Linked DNA regions of Sus scrofa: region 1 is linked to region 2. A link is a contact called in public HiChIP or PLAC-seq data. All regions are on one chromosome and are shown on one strand. The core of a region is the stretch at or near the end of the contact, and the rest is flanking DNA. Distances in the headings are between cores, read along the strand shown.

Region 1 (5,050 bases), core at 2,026-4,525, 95 kb before region 2:
GAAAAAGAATATATGTATATATATATATATATACGTATGACTGAGTCACTTTGCTATACAGCAGAAATTGACAGAACACTTAAAACAACTATAATAAAAACCTTTAAAAATTTTTAATCATTTCTGGAAGTTTCCATTGTGGCTCAGGGTAATGAGCCCGACTATATCCATAGGATGTAGGTTCGAACCCTGGCCTCGTTCCATGGGTTAAGGACCCGGAGTTGCCATGAGCTGTGGTGTAGGCTGCAGATGTAGCTTGGATTCTGCATTGCTGTGGCTGTGATATAGGCCAGCAGCTGTAGCTGTGATTTGACCGATAGCCTGGAAACCTCCATATGCTGCACATTTGGCCTCATAAAGCAAAAAAAAAACCCAAAAAACAAAAAAAAACCCACACCATTTCTGACATCAATACAATTCTTCCAAAGCTAGGAGGTACTTGGGGACAATTATGTTGCTGGTTATTCTGTTCTGACCATGCAAAGCACATTTCACTATAACTGAACAAGAGAACATAGAACTGGCCCTTTATAAAACCATCATCAGATCAGAGGCTTGGAACTCTATACGATAAACTAAAATAAACAGAAAGAAATGGTGGCCAGGGATGGAAAACAGGAGAGTCTTTCAGAGTAGTCCCACTCACGATGAAGGAAGCAGTCGTATTTAAAGCAGCGCCGGCAGAAAAGTGTGTGGAAGGAGTGCAGAGACTGCTCCCGCTGCACGGACTTGGCATTGGGGCCATCGATGTTGGGGGTGCACTGAGGGGGAAGAGCGTTGGGGTCTGACATCTCTGTGAGTTCTCGATACCTAGTTAAGAAAAGAGAAAGAAGGGTTCCTTCAAAGGGAATGTCTCCCTGAGAAAATGCAGACTGAGCACCAACAGTCACCCAGGCCCTGTCTGCCAAGGGAGGATGAGCATTTTCTATGAGTCTTGTTTTGCTTTTGTTTTTGTTTTTTATGGCCACACCCATGCCACATGGAGATTCCCAGGCTAGGGGTCGAATCGGAGCTGCCACTGCTGGCCTAGGCCACAGCCATAATAGCAATGCAGGATCCGAGCCAAGTCTGGGACTTCTACAGGTCTTATTGAGGACGGAATGGTGGCTAACCCAGTGAGTACACCACTGCAGTTATGCTGGGCTGGCTGTACGCCTGAAAGTAAGGGGAGGGTAAGATTTGATAAATATGGTGCTGGATTAACTCTCCAGAAAAGTGGTTAAAATCTTAAAAACGTCTCTGCCCAGATTTACTCAAAAGCCAACAAACGATGGCCCTTAATATGGGAACGGCCATTCAGAGGTAATCAGCAGTGTGGGCAAATCATAACGCACTTACCATAAACAAGGCTTTTTATTAACCAAAACCAAGCTTGTATGAAAGTTTTGCCAGGTACTCTATGCGGCCTCTGGGGGCCGTGCTCGTTACCTCTCCTTCATGTCATCCGGGACGCCGTTCTCAGGGAACATGGAGGCGATCGCACTGAAGATCATGTCGTTTGGAAACTGCTTCTTGGAACTCTTTTTGTTGCCTGAATTGGAAATGATAAAAAGCCCCTGAGGGCAACAACCAGAACAGGCACACAAAGCTTTTGGATCTTTCTCCTTTCGTCACAGCATTTTGATTAGAGCTGCTCTGTAACCTAACCATTGACTATTTAGGAATACATACGGAAGCTCAGTGCTACCTGGATCTCTTTAATAGCCTACTGGTAAATAAGGAACTCAGAGTGATCTACATGTTAACCACAAAATCCATGTTCTAAGACAGAATCTGGAGGTGAAACCAGAAGTTTCATGGAGAGATCTGAGTACAGAAGAACTCCACCGTAATGCTGACGCTGAAGAACAAGACTGATTCTCTAACTCTGTTATAACAAGAGAGAGAGAGACACTGTGTCTCTGGACATATACTATAACTAAATTAAATGAAGAGTTTAAATTAAACAGCATGGGAAAGTGTTCACGATGTAAGATTAAATAAAAAGGGATATAAAACGATGTATGTGTATACACACATAAATGTGGCACAATACCAATTTAATATATACCAATACATGCATGTTGATTTACATATATACTTGAAAAAATTGATATATAACACTGTATACATTTTAGGTGAACATATATATGTGTATATACTTACATTTTTTAAGTCTAGAAGAATATTAATATTGGTTATTTCTGGTAGCAAGATAATAGGGTAATTTGGTTTCTTCTTTATAACTATCCGTATTTTCTAAACACACAATTTTTTTTTTGGTTGCACCTGTGGCCTGTGGAAGTTCCTGGGCCAGGGATCAAACCCGAGCTGCAGCTGTGACCTGAGCTGCTGCGGAGATAACACTGGATCTTTAACCCGTTTTCCCACAGTGGTAACTCCCAAACACACGATTTTTATGATTAGAAATGAACAATGATTATTCTCTAAGTTCTCCTACTTTCCTCTTCAGCCAGGTTACGGTTATCTTAAGCCATGAGTCAATGAACATGTTTTCCTTTTAAATGGCCCCATGAGAAATACCAATAGCCTTTAATAAGCAATAAAGCTTTTGTGTTTGCCTCCTCACCTCTCCCTGTCACTTTCAAGTGGAATAAGGAAGTCGTGCTATTCACCTTCAATAGCATGTCTTTTCGCTTTCTCGTTACTGGCAGATCTTCTTTGCTGTCATCTTGCTTTCCATCTGAGTTGTCATTGTGCCCGTCCTCCTCCTCATCCGAGTATTGATTCAGAGCATCTACCAACTCCAGGAAAACAGCATCACTAATCAGCACAGAGCCAGGAATCATCTCTGAAACATAAGAATTAGATGGATGAGCAGTGGTTATTTCACCCTCTATTCATCCTCCTGGGAAGGTTTTCCTGTATTCACTCCTGAGGCCCAGATAGATAACATGTGTATATTTTTATATAGACAACCAGGGAATTGCAATAATTTGATTGGCTCTTACAACTGCAACAGTTCAGCTGACTAGAGTGGGGAATCCAGTTCTGGACTTCATTCTTTCATTCTTTCTAGGGGCTTCACTTCCTCAGTAATACATCAACCTGTATTTATGGCCCAAAAATCTCGTAAAACTGTGCCAACAATACAAATGTGACAGAGAAAGAGTGATAAAAGTGAAAATGTACCTGGTTTTGCTATCCAGAGGTCAACAGTGATTCTCTAAATCAAAAGACAGCACTTTTTTCTAAAATCATACTACATCTACGATTAGGATAAAGACTCTGACACTAGGGGGCACTGTGTATAAATAATGTATTTGAACAGCATGACACCACCACCCACCGTTTGTCAAAAGAGCAGGTGAGGCTGCTGGTCTGCAAATCCAAGAGAGGCCCTCTGCAATTTCTCCCTTCTTACATGCTGACAGTTTCTCTAAAACTACAGCTAAATACAAACAACTTGCTTTTGAAATTGTACATAAACCCCTATGTCGCTTTTTGCTTTAGTCTCCTAGGCCCTCCCCAGTCACAAAAAGGCTGACTCAAGAGTTAATGATGGAGTTCCTGTCATGACTCAGCAGGAACGAACCTGACTAGTATCCATGAGGACGTTGGTTTGATCCCTGGCCCCGCACAGTGGGGTAAGGATCCAGCGCGGACATGAGCTGTGGTGTAGGTTGCAGAAGGCTTGGATCCTGTGTTGCTGTGGCATAGGCCAGCAGCTGGAGGTCCGATTAGATCCCTAGCCTGGGAACTTCCGAATGCCATGGGTGCAGCCTTAAAAAGAAGAAAAACAGGAGTTCCCGTTGTGGCTCAGTGCTAATGAATCCGACTAGTATCCATGAGGTTGAGGGTTCGATCCCTGGCCTTGCTCAGTTGGTTAAGGATCCAGCATTGCTGTGAGCTGTGGTGTAGGTTACAGATGTGTCTCAGATCTCTCGTTGCTGTGGCTGTGGCCTAGGTTGGCAGCTACAGCTTGGATTTGACCCCTAGCCTGGGAACTTCCATAGGCCTCAGCTGCAGCCCCAAAAAAGACAAAAGGAGGAAAAAAAAAGGACAAAAAACAAAATTTAACTGGGGTACTTTTAATATAAAAATTTTTACTCTCAGTCATGTGATGACATTGAAATATTCTTCCCTGTGTACACCATGAAGAAGCAGATAAAAGTAAGATGAGGATGCACAAACAAGAGGTACCATCCTATCAAAGTTTTCTCAAAGAGCCCAACCCTACTACCTTCTTCACCATGGACTTTGCCATCGTAGTTATTGATCAGCTCCTCAATGAAAGTCTCATCTTCTTCCTTCACCTCATCGCCCATGTAGGGAATATTGCACAAAACGGTCTCATCTTCTACCTGAAATCAAACCAGATGTGATTCATTCCATGAAGCCACTGTGCATCTCCTCTTTCTTCTTTAAAGAACCTTTGCTGAGACTTTTTTTGCCAGTTAAATCTCCTGAAGATGCCTTTTGTTACACAGTTAACTGCACTCTAAAGACTGGCCATTTTGTTTTGCCAACAAAATCTCACATGGAAGAGGATGATGCTACTCGTAGAAGAAAAAAAAAGTCAGTTTTACAACTTGAGAATATTAACTACTAAATGTTAAGCTGGATACTAACAATGGTATTTCCACCAACACCTAGAATTGGATTTATTTTTCACAGTGATCCCATCGATTACATCATTTTACCCAACAAACATCATTGTGAAATAGGTACAAATACCCGTAAACTACAGTCTAAAAGGTGTTCAATTCTAATTCTTCTCATAAGTAGAGAGACCGATAAATGACAAGGAAGGCTTCCAGGAGCATAATCTGCAATATAACTGGAATATTTAGAACTGAAACTGTCTACCATAAACTGTCTGTATATTCAAAGACTAACTTCCTGTAATCATTATAAAAAATTATGATTACAATTCATGTCACTCACACTCAGTGGAAACCTAAAGTCAACTACAGTATGAGCTATGTATAGTTTCTGGCAATAAACAATACTAATGGAATTTGTTTTTTTTTTTTTTTTTGGTTTGGTTCAGCAGAGAATACAATCATTCTTAGATCTCCAACTATCAAGTAAAGTCATCCTGAAGTTT
Region 2 (4,809 bases), core at 1,080-3,579:
AGAAGATCAAACGGCCCCGGAGCAGCAATGCAGAGACACTGTACTGAGGCCAGGGCCAGGGCCAGGGGACTCTGTGAGTCTGGCTCAAGACCGACATTGCCTTGGTTTGTTACATGACTATCGTGATGGGGAAACTGGCTGGAAATAGTAATCACACCTCTCTCTGTTTTTAGTTAGAGTCTAATGAAACTCTCATGTAGTTCTGTGACGTGTTTACCTCTTTTTTCAGGCCTCAGGAACTCTTCTATTTCCTTCCCTCATACCCCAGACCCCCGTCCTAATTTCTGGAGTACTCCAGGTTTGTGTGCGCAGGATGTTGGCACAAGTTTACTTGTGTTTTCTCTCCCCACTTCCCTTCTGTGTCTTGGGCTTTATGTTTTCTTCCCTTTGATGTTCAGTTGGTTAGAAGTTGAGGGAACTTGAAGGAAAGTGCTAGGTATTTTGTAGGAACTGGGGCTGGATGGGGGAACCAGCTTCTCTCTTCCTGATGGCAGGTTAGTATCTCTTGCCTCTGTGGGACATTGGATCCTCCCTGCCACAGTTGCCCTGGTGATGACTTAGGGTTTCCCATCCACATACATGACACCTTGAACCTGATCACGACAAGAAACACCTTAGACCTTCTGCCAAGTCCCTAGCTCCTTCAGATATTTTTATAAGTAGGATTTTCACATACACAGATGTGCATCTCACACACACACACACGTACATGCGCGCCCTCCGACTCTGTTACTTGATGCCTCCCCCACTCTGCCCCACCCACAGACCTTGTCTGTCAGTCTGTCTGTGTCTCACACACACATACACCGTTCAGAAGGTGATAGTTGTTTAAGTCCTTATCTGCTGGGACCCATTGTCTCCTGACATTAGCCTCTTGGTGCTTGAGGCTGGTGGGTTGGAAGACAGCTGAGAGATGAGAAGCAGAGGGAGTGGGGAAGGCCCCTTCCTCTGTGACTCGGGTCCTTTTGGACGAGTTGAAATTGGTGTGGGGGTGACCAGAAGCTGCTGCTCCTACTGGGCTTTCCCGTTGGGAAAAATGTTTCTCTTATTTATAGTGTTGTGCTTCCAGGGAAAGCAGTCACTTGTATGTGTATGTGTGTGCATGCACACGTAGGCATGTACACGTTGTGTGTATGTGGACATCTGTTGGGCAAGTCAAAACCATAGAAGAGTTGCCTCTTATCTCTCGAATCGTCTGGAGATATCACTTGTTACAGCTTTTGTGTTGACCCTCATCAACCCCCACTTTTTTATTCTCACCACTGGAGAGAGAGTCTGTCGGTGACTCTCTCGGTGTCTAATTCTGACTTTTATTCTTTGTCTTGTCTCTGTCTTCCAACCTCCAATCATATTTCCACCTGGATGCATCATCTTTACTCCCAGTGCGCTGTAGAGAAGGAGTTCGGGTGTGGTCTTCCCGTGAATAGTACTCAGTAACAAACCAATTGCATTTTAGTTGGGCAGTGCTCCTACCCACCCTCAGACCCCTTTCAACGAAAACCCTCCCTTCCTCCCAACATGTGTTTCTCAGTTTCCCTTTTTGTTTGTTGGATTGTTCTAGTGCCCCTGCTCCCCACCTTACCACCCTTGGATCGTAATGTAAAATTCTTTTACCATGTCAAGAAATTATTAAAAATACAGGTACTTTGACCTCTTTCTAAAGCCGCAGACCCTGATGCGATGCTCTGGTGGCCAGGGACACACCCGTACTCTGTGCACATTGGGATACTCACCTCCATGTGTATACCTCCAGCCGCCCTATGGGGTGTCTTTATACCATTTGAGCTGCCTCTTTTCTTGGGAATAATGGAAAGATGGAGGCTTCTGCCTCCCAAGAGGCAAGGGTGGGTCCTTCATTTGTGTTCAGGCTGAATCACATGAAAGTTAGCTCTTCCCAGACCTAAGCTGCCTTCTACCCTCACAAGACCCCAGCTCCTTCCTTCCTTCTCCAGCGATACCCATGAACTGCCAGTAGAGGCTGCTCTAGATCCGTGCGTGGGGAATCACCCGGTTCAAGGCACAACCTACTCGGTCATTTCCTTTACTTTATACTAATACTTCCCTTCGAATAATGTCTTAAGTTTCTTGAGGTGATGCCAGGGACCCCTGGTTTTGGTTTTCAAATGACTTGGAGGGCTGTCTAGGACCCTAGCTCCCTCTGAAATAAAGTTTCTTCAACTTCCACCTTGCAAAGTAGCGTTCTCATATCCGATGATCTGGTACCCATTGTCTCTGCAGAAAAAGATTTAGGGTCTTGAACAATGGAGGTTCATCTGCTCTGTTCTGTTTCAGAGATCGCTGACAATTTTTGAACCTCCCCTGTGGCAGGCGCTAAGCATTCTGGGCATGATCACATTTACTTTTCATGAATCTCTGGGGAAGTTTTATCCCTTCTTTATAGGTGAGGACACTGAGATTCATGATAAGTAATGCCCTTGAGATCACACAGCTTAGGAACCCACGATTGGTGTACAGGTCTGACTGCTGCGCCTAGGCCTTCGCTGCTCCTTTCCCACCAACTACATGCAAGTGGTCTGAGACTACAAATCAAGGGCTTGGCCTTAGGCAGCTGGCAGAACACAGTGCTTACCGCTGAACTGGGCAGTGGATCCTGGAAATGTTGGGGGTAGTGCCTGCCAGGAGGTAGGAAAATGGACAGAGTGTCTGCATGTAGCACCCAGGACTTGACTGGGCACCTGAGATTTGCATTCTTCCTCAGACCCATTCAGGGTGGAAAGTAGAGTTTAGCGTATATACAAATGCCCTCTAATCTGGTCTAAATAATAGTGATGGGTACTGACCATGCTGCTGGGAGGAGTTCAGGGGGAGGAGAGAGGCTGTGCACGTGGAAGGAATACCTTGAGCCAAACCACAGAACAGAAAATTGGAGCAGAATGATATAAATCAAGGTCAGAATTTTCCTGTCCAACCCACAGGGCGGAGTTTTCTCTATTCCTCTCCATCCCACTGCATATAAACTGGGATTTGATGTCAGTAACTGGAAGGAGCTGCTGGTAGGCCTCTCATTTCAGCTCTCAGCTTTCACCATGAACCTCAAGGTAGTCCTCGTGTTGCTGGCACTGTCCCTCATTACCATCTTTGCTCTGGCCTATGTCTTGCTGACCAGCCAAGGTGGCTCCAGCCAGCCTCCCCACTGCCCCTCTGTATCCCACAGTGCCCAGCCCTGGACACACCCTGGCCAGAGCCAGCTGTTTGCAGACCTGAGCCGAGAAGAGCTGACGGCTGTGATGAACTTTCTGACCCAGAAACTGGGGCCAGGCCTGGGGGAGGCCGCCCAGGCCCGACCCGCAGACAACTGCATCTTCTCAGTGGAGCTGCAGCTGCCCCCCAAGGCGGCAGCCCTGGCCCACCTGGACAGGGGGAGTCCCCCGCCTGCCCGGGAGGCCCTGGCCATCATCTTCTTTGGCGGACAACCCCAGCCCAATGTGACCGAGCTGGTGGTGGGGCCGCTGCCCCAGCCCTCCTACGTGCGGGATGTGACTGTGGAGCGTCACGGAGGCCCCCTGCCCTACCACCGACGCCCCGTGCTGGGAAATGAGTCCGCCCAGATGTGGAAGCATTTGAAAGAGGTGGAGCTCCCCAAGGCACCAGTCTTCCTGGCTTCTGTCTGCAGCTACAATGGCTCCAATTTGGCAGCTCTGCATGCCACCCCTCGTGGCTTACGCTCAGGGGACCGTGCTACCTGGATGGCCCTCTACCATAACATCTCAGGTGTTGGGATTTTTCTTCATCCTGTGGGGCTGGAGCTCCTGCTGGACCACAGGGCTCTGGACCCTGTCCGCTGGGCTGTCCGGCAGGTCTTCTACCTTGGGCGCTACTATGCCGACTTGGGCCAGTTGGAATGGGAGTTTAAGGCTGGCCGGCTGGAGGTGGTTAGAGTTCCTCTACCCCTGCCAGATGGGGCCTCATCCCTGCGGTCCCGGATCTCCCCCGGGCCTCTTCCCCCTCTTCAGTTCTCACCCCAAGGCTCCCGGTACAGTGTACAAGGGCACCTGGTGGCATCCTCCCTCTGGACATTTACATTTGGCCATGGGGTGTTCAGTGGCCTGAGGATTTTTGATGTTCGGTTCAAGGGCGAGCGAGTGGCCTATGAAGTTAGTGTCCAGGAATGTGTATCCATCTATGGTGCCGATTCACCCAAGACAATGATGACCCGATACCTGGATAGCAGCTATGGACTTGGCCGTCACAGCCGGGGCTTGGTGCGGGGAGTGGACTGCCCCTATCAGTCTACCATGGTGGACATCCACGTGTTAGTGGGCAGAGGGGCAGTCCAGCTGCTCCCAGGGGCTGTGTGTGTATTCGAGGAGGCCCAGGGGGTACCCCTCCGAAGGCACCACAATCACCTTCAGAGTCATTTCTATGGTGGTTTGGCTGGCTCAGCCCTTGTAGTCAGGTCTGTATCCTCCGTAGGCAACTATGACTACATTTGGGACTTTGTATTGCACCCAAACGGGGCACTTGAAGGGCGGGTCCGTGCCACGGGCTACATCAACACAGCTTTCCTTAGCGGAGAGGAGAGCCTCCTCTTTGGGAACCGAGTAGGGGAGCGAGTGCTGGGGGCGGTGCACACACACGCCTTCCACTTCAAGCTGGACCTGGATGTGGCAGGTGAGTACCCAGGGGATGAGACTTGGGAACAGCGGTGGGCCAGAGGGAAGGGAGGCCCCCCCGCCACGTGAAGCTCAAAGTGGCAAGAGGGCGGCATTTCAGCACTGCAGTTGCGGCAAAAGCAGGGACTGATTGGAATGAAATGAGCCTGAGGTACTGGGCTTACGGTTATTTGAC

What was found. HiChIP or PLAC-seq counts read pairs in DNA pulled down with a chosen protein or histone mark.
Region 1: an H3K27ac HiChIP or PLAC-seq map of alveolar macrophages shows a contact between it and region 2. The contact joins the enhancer-like site here to the promoter of AOC2 in region 2. A contact is called at or near these places in 2 of 5 promoter capture datasets (fetal liver and liver), 6 of 47 Hi-C or Micro-C datasets (fetal skeletal muscle, liver, omental adipose tissue and 2 more) and 2 of 2 datasets of contacts at active chromatin or transcription factors (alveolar macrophages and skeletal muscle).

The regions. Positions count from the first base shown.
Region 1 is chr12:20,120,821-20,125,870 of Sscrofa11.1, reverse strand. It overlaps EZH1 (enhancer of zeste 1 polycomb repressive complex 2 subunit), which reads right to left. Exons shown (of 22, transcript NM_001243206.1): 6 at 4,184-4,304; 7 at 2,633-2,791; 8 at 2,616-2,630; 9 at 1,429-1,531; 10 at 647-810. Among named protein-coding and RNA genes, the nearest start is that of EZH1, 16 kb to the right of the region's middle. Within about 2 kb of position 3,275, at least 3 of the 83 cell types and tissues checked have an H3K27ac peak or open chromatin away from gene starts, as enhancers often do. A contact at or near this core is called in alveolar macrophages, where this site is marked.
Region 2 is chr12:20,025,487-20,030,295 of Sscrofa11.1, reverse strand. AOC2 (retina-specific copper amine oxidase) reads left to right here and starts at 2,329. Exons shown (of 4, transcript XM_003131393.4): 1 at 2,329-4,632. The coding sequence starts at 3,048. PSME3 (proteasome activator subunit 3) reads left to right here. Exons shown (of 11, transcript NM_214348.1): 11 at 1-99. The coding sequence ends at 47.